Linked DNA regions of Rattus norvegicus: region 2 is linked to region 1. The links are chromatin contacts, called in public Hi-C maps. All regions are on one chromosome and are shown on one strand. The core of a region is the stretch at or near the end of the contact, and the rest is flanking DNA. Distances in the headings are between cores, read along the strand shown. Region 1 has its middle 19 kb from the start of Psen2. Region 2 overlaps Itpkb (inositol-trisphosphate 3-kinase B).

What was found. Hi-C and Micro-C count contacts between places; a contact is called where the count stands out from the background.
Region 2: a contact with region 1 is called in a Hi-C map of Schwann cells, with 4 times the contacts expected there. The contact joins two enhancer-like sites. A contact is called at or near these places in 10 of 12 Hi-C or Micro-C datasets (the A7r5 cell line, the Rat2 cell line, Schwann cells and 6 more) and 1 of 1 datasets of contacts at active chromatin or transcription factors (oligodendrocytes).

What each region holds. Positions count from the first base shown.
Region 1 is chr13:94,533,767-94,538,374 of GRCr8, forward strand. No RefSeq gene overlaps it. Among named protein-coding and RNA genes, the nearest start is that of Psen2, 19 kb to the left of the region's middle. Within about 2 kb of position 1,640, at least 17 of the 93 cell types and tissues checked have an H3K27ac peak or open chromatin away from gene starts, as enhancers often do. A contact at or near this core is called in Schwann cells, where this site is marked.
Region 2 is chr13:94,671,836-94,676,939 of GRCr8, forward strand. All of the region lies in intron 2 of Itpkb (inositol-trisphosphate 3-kinase B), which reads left to right. Among named protein-coding and RNA genes, the nearest start is that of Itpkb, 73 kb to the left of the region's middle. Within about 2 kb of position 2,171, at least 42 of the 93 cell types and tissues checked have an H3K27ac peak or open chromatin away from gene starts, as enhancers often do. A contact at or near this core is called in Schwann cells, where this site is marked.

The sequences.
Region 1 (4,608 bases), core at 390-2,889:
TCTATCCTCTTCTAGAACTTTTTTGAAAGGTTAAAGATTTTAGGACACTTTCAGGGTCACAGAATAATTGAGCATAGAGTACAGAGAATTCCTTGAGTTCCCTGCCCCTGAGGTGGAGAAATGGCTGAATAGTTACAAGCACTCACTGCTCTTTCAGAGAACACAGGTTCAATTGCACCACGGGTGATACAGTATCATGTGGCTTTCCATGAACCATAAACAGTATTGAACCATGTGCACACCTCTTTCTCTTCCCATGTGCTGTACAGCATTGGCTCATGGGATCAGAGCTAATTCGTCTTTGCCTGTTTGCACGCTGGTGCCTTCTTTCTATCATTAACATTTGAGGTCATTGGCAAGAAAAATAAACATCCCGGAACACAAGCACTGCAGCACTGGGCCGATAGAGCTGAGAAGGCTGCTGTCTTAGGGTTTTGCCGCTGTGAACAGACACCATGTCCAAGGCAACTCTTATAAGGATGTGATGAATTAAACTCTCATTTAAATGGGGCTGGCTTACAGGTCAGTCCATTATCATCAAGGTGGGAGCATGGCGGCATCCAGGCAGGCATGGTGCAGGAGGAGCTGAGAGTTCTACATCTTCATCTAAAGGCTGCTAGCCAAATACTGGTTTCCAGGAAGCTAGGATGAGGTTCTGGAAGCCCACACCCACAGTGACACACCTACTCCAACAGGGCCACACCCTCTAATAGTGCCACTCCCTGGGCCAAACATATGCAAACCGTCTCAGCACCGTGTATTAGTATATACTGGTGAAAAAGGAAATGTCTCAGCTGCACAGGGTAGGACAGTGGAAGATTTTGTCATGTTTCTCAGAATGGAGAATCATCTAAACATATAAACTTATTACTGGCATTCTCTCTCTCTCTCTCTCTCTCTCTCTCTCTCTCTCTGTATATGTTTCGATGTGTGAGGGGGGAGCTATAATTGACTTTGGGGTAATCAAAATTCTGAAAAACAAAAACTGGGCAAGGAACTATTTGAAGCCCCGCTTCCCCCCTTTTCCTCCAGACCTTGGCAACCACCATACCACTCTCTACATGATTTTTAGTGATGAGCCTGCTTGTGTCTGGTTCATTTCATTAGCATACTGTGTTCAGGGTTGCTACATGCAGCATGGATTGGAACTTTCTTTTTTCTTTTTTCTTTTTAAGCTGAATAGTCTTCCAATTGTGCGGCTACACTATCCTGCTCACCCACTGGTGGACAGTTGAGTCGCCATGTCTTATACATTGTAATCAACACTGCTGTGAGGGTGCATGAGCTGATATTTGAGAGCGAGCTCTCAACTTTGGCAGTTACATCCTGGGAAATGGAATAGCTGCGCCTTACAGCTTCAGGAGTAGCCATATTGGCTTCCTCAACAGGCAGCAGCTTTCAATTTTTACCCCAAAAGCCATCTTAGTGAATATGAGGTGTTGTCTTTGCTCCTTAAGCTTTAACTAAGACCCGGGTGTCCCTTTCAAATGTTAAACAGGTCCTTGGCCATTCTTTTCTGCAATTCCCTCCCCACTGTGTATGCACGGTTTCTCTCTGACTTAAGCTAACGGGGTAGGCATCCTCAGCCCAGAGGACAGTTTAGCCAGCGGGTGTATGAGCTCTGCACCGGGAGTGTGTGGGTGATTCACACAAATTCCTTGGCTTGTGAGGGATCTGTTCTTTAGTTTCCCCGAAGAGCTGTCCTAAAACTGTGTGAGCCCCCAGAGAATAGCCTTGAGAACTTCGGTCATATGGTCCTCACAGTAGGTCTACAGGTCATATGTTACACGATTATGAATGGAGCTCTAGAGGTCTTTACCTCTCTGACAAATAATGCAGGGGCCCGAGTCTGCGATGCTGGAAGGCGATTCTTGTGAAAACACACACATTACCTCACACAGTAGCGACGAATCCTAAAACCACCAAAGTTCATGAGGCCCGAGCAGCATACATTTTTCTCCTAATCCTGGAAGCGGGTGGCGGTCCAGGACCGCCTTGGGAGAGGCACAACCTGTTTGTCCTTGGGCAGACAGGAAGCAGCTTCTTTGCCGCTAGAGGGCGCCAGCACCCTTTGGTTCAATCTCTACAGAAACACTGGGAGGCGCCCCTTTCCTGTTTAGTTGAGCTTGCTGCTGTTGCGGCTCTCTTTAGGCCTTGACCATTCAAATGGGCGATCCAGTTTGAAACAACGAAGGGAACATTTCTCCCCCAAGGATCTGGGATGACATCCCCAGGAAATCAGGGTCCTTGTGGGTGTAGGAGGCCCCGCTAAGGGACTGAGAGGTCACCTTGCAGGTCACCACCATCAAGAGCTGGGACAGGGGAAGGAAATATACAGCCTTTCCTTACATTTTTGAGTCTTCAAAATCAAAACACCATTTCAGACTAAGTGAAGAGTGTGCTGTTGTCTAGTTGCACTCTCTGTGGTACTTTCTGGAAAGCCAAGCTCTGTGTGGGAGGCCCTGTGCACCCCTTTTCCTGTCTCTCCAGTGTAACCTGCCTCACATATTTGGATCCTGTGACCCTCCTAAGAGTTAAAGAACACCACCCCCAAAGAAATAGCTCCCCCTTCTTATGAGGTCCAGGGTGTGGCCCCACAATCTGCCTGCCCCTGAACATTCTATCTGCTCTTCAGGTAACAGACAAACCACAAGCCGAGAAAGTTTCCATCAGACCTTGTCCTCTGGAGCCATTTCGGTTTTAATATGGTAGTGAGCTGACAGAGTCTTCATTCTCTTGTGTAGTTCTGAGTCCCAGAGATGGGGCACCTTCCGATATCCCTTCTCACTTACTCCTTGCTTTCCAGTAAGGACTCACCGCCTCCCAGCACTGGTGCCCATAGTCACACAGGGGTTCAGACACCAAAAACTCCCTCTTAAAGAAGCAGGGCCGTTGGGAAAAGAAATAAACAGATTGCTAGGTCCTTGCCCTAGTTAGGGCTTCTACTAGGGCTTGCCCTAGTTAGGGTGATGGAACATCACCATTAGATTTTGGGGAGGAAAAGGTTTATTTCATCCTACAAATCTCAGGTCACATGCCACCATGTGTGAAGGGAAGCCGTGACAGGAAACCGGAGGCAGGAGGCAGAGGCTATGGAGGAGTGCTGCTTACTGGCTTGCTCCTCATGACTTGGTCAGCTCTGGTTTATACAACCCAAGATCATCTACCCAGGGGCAGCACTACCCAGAAAGGTCTGGGGCGCCCACATCAATCGTGAATCAAGAAACTATTCCTAAAGGCTTACCCACCAGCCAATCTGCTGGAGGCATTTTCTCAATTGAGGTTACCTCTTCCTGGATTATTGTAACTTGTGTCCGGTTGACAAAACTCTGACTAGTACAGCTTTCTAGTTTGTTCAATGGCATCTGGTGGTGTTGAACCAACTTCTCTTCGTTTGGGATATTGGCAAAAGGATGGAGGCATATTGCAGTAACCCAGATAAGCTGGTGCTATGATAACACAAATCAATTAATATGAATGCAAACTGTGTGCCCAGATTGGGCAGATCTACCACTGCATACCTCTGTTCCCCAGCTAAGACATATAAAGAGCACCGAGGCAACCCACAGAGGTGGGAGTCTGACTGTGGTCGGTTCACCAGGACAGAGGCCTTGGTGCAGCCAGCCCTCTGAACCGTGCTGCAGTTGAACAGCGGTCCCAAATATACCCACATATAGATCCCTGGGACACAGGACTTTGTCACCTGGTGTGTAAAAGAGACTGCACAGGTGTGGTTACGTTAATGTTCTCTGGATAATAAGATGGTCCTGGGAAGGGTGTCCTTGTGAGACAGGTAGTGTCTAGTGGCTGAGAAGGTAAGGGGACAGGTTCTCCTCTAGAATGGATGCCAGCCTGTGAGCAACTTCACTGAAACCCAGCGAGACTGATTCCAAAAATTAGACCTTAGAACTACAAGAGAATGGGTGTACGTTGTCTCAGATCACTGAAACTGGGGTCAGTTACTACAGAAGTGACAAGAAAATAGCAGCACCATCTAGCAGTCTCACCTCTTCACAAGACAGCACATTTATGCACATACACATATATATATATACATTCACATACATTTACACACATACATATACATATATGCAAACATACATACACACATACACATATATACACAGACTCACACAGACAGACACACATATACACATATACAAACATACACAGACATTCATACACATACATATATACATAGAGACATATATGAACATACATATACACATATATGCACATATACATAGACACACACAGACACACATATACAAACATGCATACACACATTCATACACATTTACATACACATACATATACATACACACAGACACATACATATACATACACATACAGAGACACATATGTACATGCATACTTATACACACACATATACACATACACAAACACACATACACATTCACACGCATACATAAATACATACACATATACATACAAACACATACATATATACATACATATACGCATAAGCACATACACACACATACATATACAGAGACAAAGAGAGAGAGAACACTCACTCTACCTGTGGATTCCCTGGCTGCAGATTCAATCATAAACCAAAACACATGAAACAAAAATGTCATCTAT
Region 2 (5,104 bases), core at 921-3,420, 140 kb after region 1:
GCGGTGCTCAGCTCCTGAAACCCTTCTCTTGCTTTCCTTCTGCATCCTCACTATAGAATAAGAGCCACAGGTGCCAGTCACTTTCATCTCTTTACAGACGGAGAAAGAGCCCACGCCGTGTTGGAGGCCTGGGTCTTTGGGCTTTCTTTGGCACATTCATGGTTGGTTGCCTGTGAATGTAAGTGCCATCAGGGGCCAGGCTGGTGATGATAGGTTAAAAGTAGACCCCCGTCCCAAGCCGCCACTACTGAATCCCAGGCTACCAGGAACGCAGACTCTGTGTGTCAAAGAGGCACTGGACTTTCTTTTTTTTTTTTTAAGATTTATTTTATTTATATGAGTACACTATAGCTGTTTTCAGACACACTAGAAGAGAGCCTCAGATCCCATTACAGATGGTTGTGAGCCACCATGTGGTTGCTGGGAATTGAACTCAGGACCTCTGGAAGAGCAGTCAGTGCTCTTAACCACTGAGCCATCTCTCCAACCCCAGCACTGGACTTTCATGTGAAGTCTCATTTACAATTTTTGGCAACTAATTTAGAAAGAAGGGGGGTGGGGCGCTACAGCTGAACTGCGTTAAGTCTGATGGCTACCAGTGGGGAAGCCCTGTCCCATATCAGCTGGTCACTGGGCACTAATAGGATCTCCTGGATCTTTGAGCAAGCATTGGGGAGAGTGGCTCTGACTGGCCTTTGTGTTAGGGAAAAGGAAAGAGCTAGGCTCCGCGAAAGGGAAGCGGAAACAGCTTGTGGGTGCTCCGTGCATGCAGCCCAGCCGCCCCGTTCCCAGAGCACGTACTTTCCATTTTCCTCTTTGCTCATCCTGAATTCTGGAATCTTCTGGTAGTTAGTTTATCCACTTGCTTCCTTTTCCGAAGATTGAAATGACGACCGCTTGAAACTATTTTCCTCTGGTTGGGTTTTTTTCCTTGGTGACCTCACTCAGAGACAGATGTGCCTAATAATAACATCAAAAGTTAAGGGGGATAAATCAGCTAGCTGCTCTGTTCCCTAGAAGAGATGCTACAGTTCCTAAATATGGGCTGTCCCCAGAGACCTTGAGGGGGCCCCGGCTACCAGACAAGGCTCTGGTCACTGGGAGAGGACGGAGGTCCTGGGACACTTTGTTCACCCTCTGCCATTCTCAGGCCCTAGCCGGACTCAAGGGTTCATAGGATGCTCTACCCCCACCCTCGGACAAGCACCCTGCCCAGACAGACAGACAGCAGGTGGGCATCGGCAAGGGTGTCCCTCTCCTTAGGTACTCAAAGGCATTTCAGCCCTGCCTCGGAGAGCTGGGCCTACACTGCAGAGAAGGCCTTCTGGTTGAGACCCTTAGCTAGGAGGTTCCTCAACTCAAGTATCATTCCTTGGCCTCTGTCATTCCAGATGTTTCCAAATGACTTGCTCACACCCCTCAGAGTTTCATTCCCCTACCCAGTGGGAAAGAGCCGCAACGGTCTTATAGACCCATTCTATAAGGTACCAGGAGCCTTCTATAAGCTGAGCAAACAAGAAGGGGACTCTTGTGTGGACCAAGAACTCTGTCTCCCTGGGGTAGTGACACACAAGTGTTGCTGCCGCGTTTATTGTTTTTGGTCACTGATGATCTTGAGATGCTTGGCGATGTCTTGACAAACAAATGTTAAAGTCCCTGTAACCAAAGGCAAAAAGTGAATGAAACACTGAGTGCCCCTGCTCTACTGAGTGGGAGACCCCACTCCCCACTTCAGTGGGCATACAGGCTGCCAGGGTGATGGGTGTAGCACGATCCCCAGTTCTGTCCCCTCTGGGACACTAGCAGAGGTGAAATATGTCCCTGTTTGCTCCTCTGAATGAGAGAGGCAAGTGTGCTATCTCTGGGATGGCCCCGTGGTAGCCTCACACCGCAGGGGAGAACAAGCTAAGTAAGTGCCCACTGCCACCAGCAGGGCCCCACGTTGACAGATACAGGAGGACCAGTGATGAGTCAGACTGTTTATGAAAGTCACACATCCTCATAGATGTCGGGATGACCCGGGCCTCATGTTCTGAGGGTGACGAATCTTGCTCGTACTTGGGGTTCACTAGTGTGCCTTTTTGGCAACCCGTTTCCTGTGCCTCGCCTCCAACGGTCTGCACGTGAACAAGAGCATGGTAGCTGAACTGAGACCGGGAACAGGCTGTCAGAAGAGGGAAACTGGGTGACTCACGGCCCAGTGGAGAGGTGCAAATCAGCTCTGCCGGGACAGGGCTGCAGAAGTGTCTTCAGAAGGCGGAAGGCAGGCGGCTGGGGGATTTTGGTGCCCAGCAGGTCTGAGCTGCATTACCAAGTGCCCTTAGCCAGGGGCAGCTCAGCGCTACCTCTCAGAAATATGAATTGCTCCAGTGTGCCTTGCTTGGAAATAATTTTCTAAAAATAGCTGTGTGATCCGCCTGTAAGCCCTTCCTCAAAAGTTTCCTTGTTGGAAATTCCTTAGGTGGGAGTTCCCAGTACTCAGCCTTGTCCCCTCTGCTTGTCCACCTGTGTCCTTGGGCTTTTGCACTTGTAACCCGAAGCGTCTCCATCTCAGTGGCTCTGAGTGCCAGTGCTACAGAGGCTGTGTTTCAGAAGCAGCTTTCTTTCTGCAAGCCGCTTGTGAAAGGGGCGGGCAAAGGTGACTTCGAGCTCCTTCTGCTTTCTGTGGCGAACTTCCTTTCCAATGCCTGGCTTTCTAAAATGTCATCTTCCAGCCAGGAGAAAACAGTCTCTGTGTGTGTCTGTGTGTGTGTGTGTGTGTGTGTGTGTGTGTGTGTCCACCCAAAGAGCCTGTGGCCTTCTGCCTCAGGAACAGAAGAGTAAAGGTGCTCACAGCAGCCCTGGGGGAGGGGGCCGGCTTGGGATGGGATTAGAAGGCCTCAGGTGGCCTCTGTGCCAGACTCTGGGATCTGAATAGCCTGTGAATGCTTGCAGATGCTCAGAAGTGGCTCCGGTGTTTGGAGCAAGCCATTCCTCTGGCAGGGAGTCTGACTGGCCTTCTCCTCCCCTCCTGAAAGATGGGATTCAGGCTGAGGGCAGAGTGGGGTCGGAGGGTGTCGGGACCTCTTGCTGACACCTGCCAAGCCAGCTGACAGCTACCTTTGCTGGGCACCATCTCCTGCAGGCTTGGGTTGTTAGGGGCTGAGAGAGCAGACCAAACATGAAAGAGGGTGAGCGTTTCTGACTGTAGTAGGACCCACACAGGCAAAGTTCGATTTGAGATTTGTTGGCTGATGGTGTTGGCCAAGAGGTATTTCCACTTCACAAGGATGAAGAGAACTGAAGCCCAGAGAGGGTTAGTAACCTGCCCATGATCTTCAGGCAGGACTAACAGGATCTGAGCCCAAGTTCATCTGGCTATAAACTTACACATTATAAATGACAAAGGAGATAGCCTAGTTGAGTGATGCAGACCTGGGACTCTCAAGGGATTTGCCACTTACCATCTCTAGCACCCGGGCAAACAGTCTAATCTCTGTGTGCCTCAGTGTTCACATCTGTAAAATGGAATCCTGAGAGCATACATTCACTGTACATATCAAATGCTTAGCACTGCATCTGCCTGTCAACAGTCCTTAGTACGCAAGTTGGTTATCACCATTTCCATGTGCTGTGGCTCTGCCCTACCCTGCAGTCCCCTCAGGCAAAGGAGAAGGAACTGAGCACTCTGGCCCCTAACTCTATAAAGTTCTCCCTAGGAGGTGTGTTGGGATCCCCCCTACCCATCTTGTCTGAGAGATCAGCCCTAAGACTGAGTGCTGGACTGATTGTCTGCTGCCCAACAAGGGCCCTCAGTAAATTTCCACCCTCCAGTGTCTCAGCCTTGTTTTTTTGCATTTACCAAAGTAAAAATAAAATCTCTGGGGAGATAGGGAAGGAGGGGGTCTGGGGAGGGCTGTGGGAGAGCCACAGTGCCTAGCTCCCTTTCCCAGACAAAGCTAAATGTCCTCTGTCCTCTGCCTTTTTCCATGAGGAAGTGTCCAGGAGAGGACAGAGCCCCCCTGGCTCTTCCTGGTAGCCACTCCCAGCTTCCGACTATTGTTACTTCCCTCTCAGTCTTCTGAGTTGGAGGGAGGCTGAGGCGGGCCAGCTCCTGGTGCAGGCATGGGCTCTGTGTGGTCAGGCATTTCCCCATCTGCTTCTTCCTCCTCCTCTTCCTCCTCTTCCTCCTTCTCCCCCTCCTCCTCCTCCTCTTCCTCACTGCTGTCATTTTTAGTTCTGGAAGAAGGAGGGAGAAGCCAAGCGGTGACCTTCACATAAGAGACAGCGTTGCTGGGTCGCCTGATGGGGAGACCCAGGAACACGAGGGACACCTCAACCTTGGTTCTTGGGCAACAACAGCAAAGACTCGTTTGCAGGGATTTCAGGCCCCTCTGGTAGCAGCTCAGGAAAGTCGGCTGGGGTGGGGGATTACCTGAAGCAAGGTCTCTAGTGGGAGATCTTTCTTTGCCGCACTCCCTAGTGTCCTGGCTGCACATGATGGCTGTCAGCGAAGACATCCCAAAGTCCCAGAGCAAGGGAGAAAGAGAAGAAAATAGCCCGAACCCCAAACTTTTCCAGTCACAAGCATTTTGGATGAGGGCTGCACAACCTGGAGATGGACAGTTTGGGGACAGGAGGGTGGCAAGCCCTGCAGAGTCTCAGGCATCTGAAGCAAGTGTGGAGTGCCCACAGTGGCCCTGAGACTATGCCAGAACCTCCTCTTTCTGTGGGTGATTAGGAAGCCAAGGTGGCACTCCTCGGAGGCAGGAGTCCTCCCAGCTGTGTCCGGGGCCTTTCCCCAGGGTTCTGGATGACAAGAAAGGAGGAAGAGTGGCCAGCGAAGCATCCCGGGAAACACTGCTTTTGGTGTAGAAACTGAGCCTTGAGTTGCAACAGGCAACTTAGCAGGAGGGGCCCTCTGGGAAGCTACACAAAAAGGCGTCCTCTCTGCCCAGAATGTGCTGCTTAGGAAACCAGTTGAGAGACAGCTACCCCTCAGCAGGGCGATGCCTTCCATGCCTGAGCAGTTGATGCTGACCAAGGCCAACCATCCTTATTTTCCCATCCCAGGCCCACAACAGATTCTGAAGGAGATGCAGAATGAGTAGCCCTCACCCAAAAC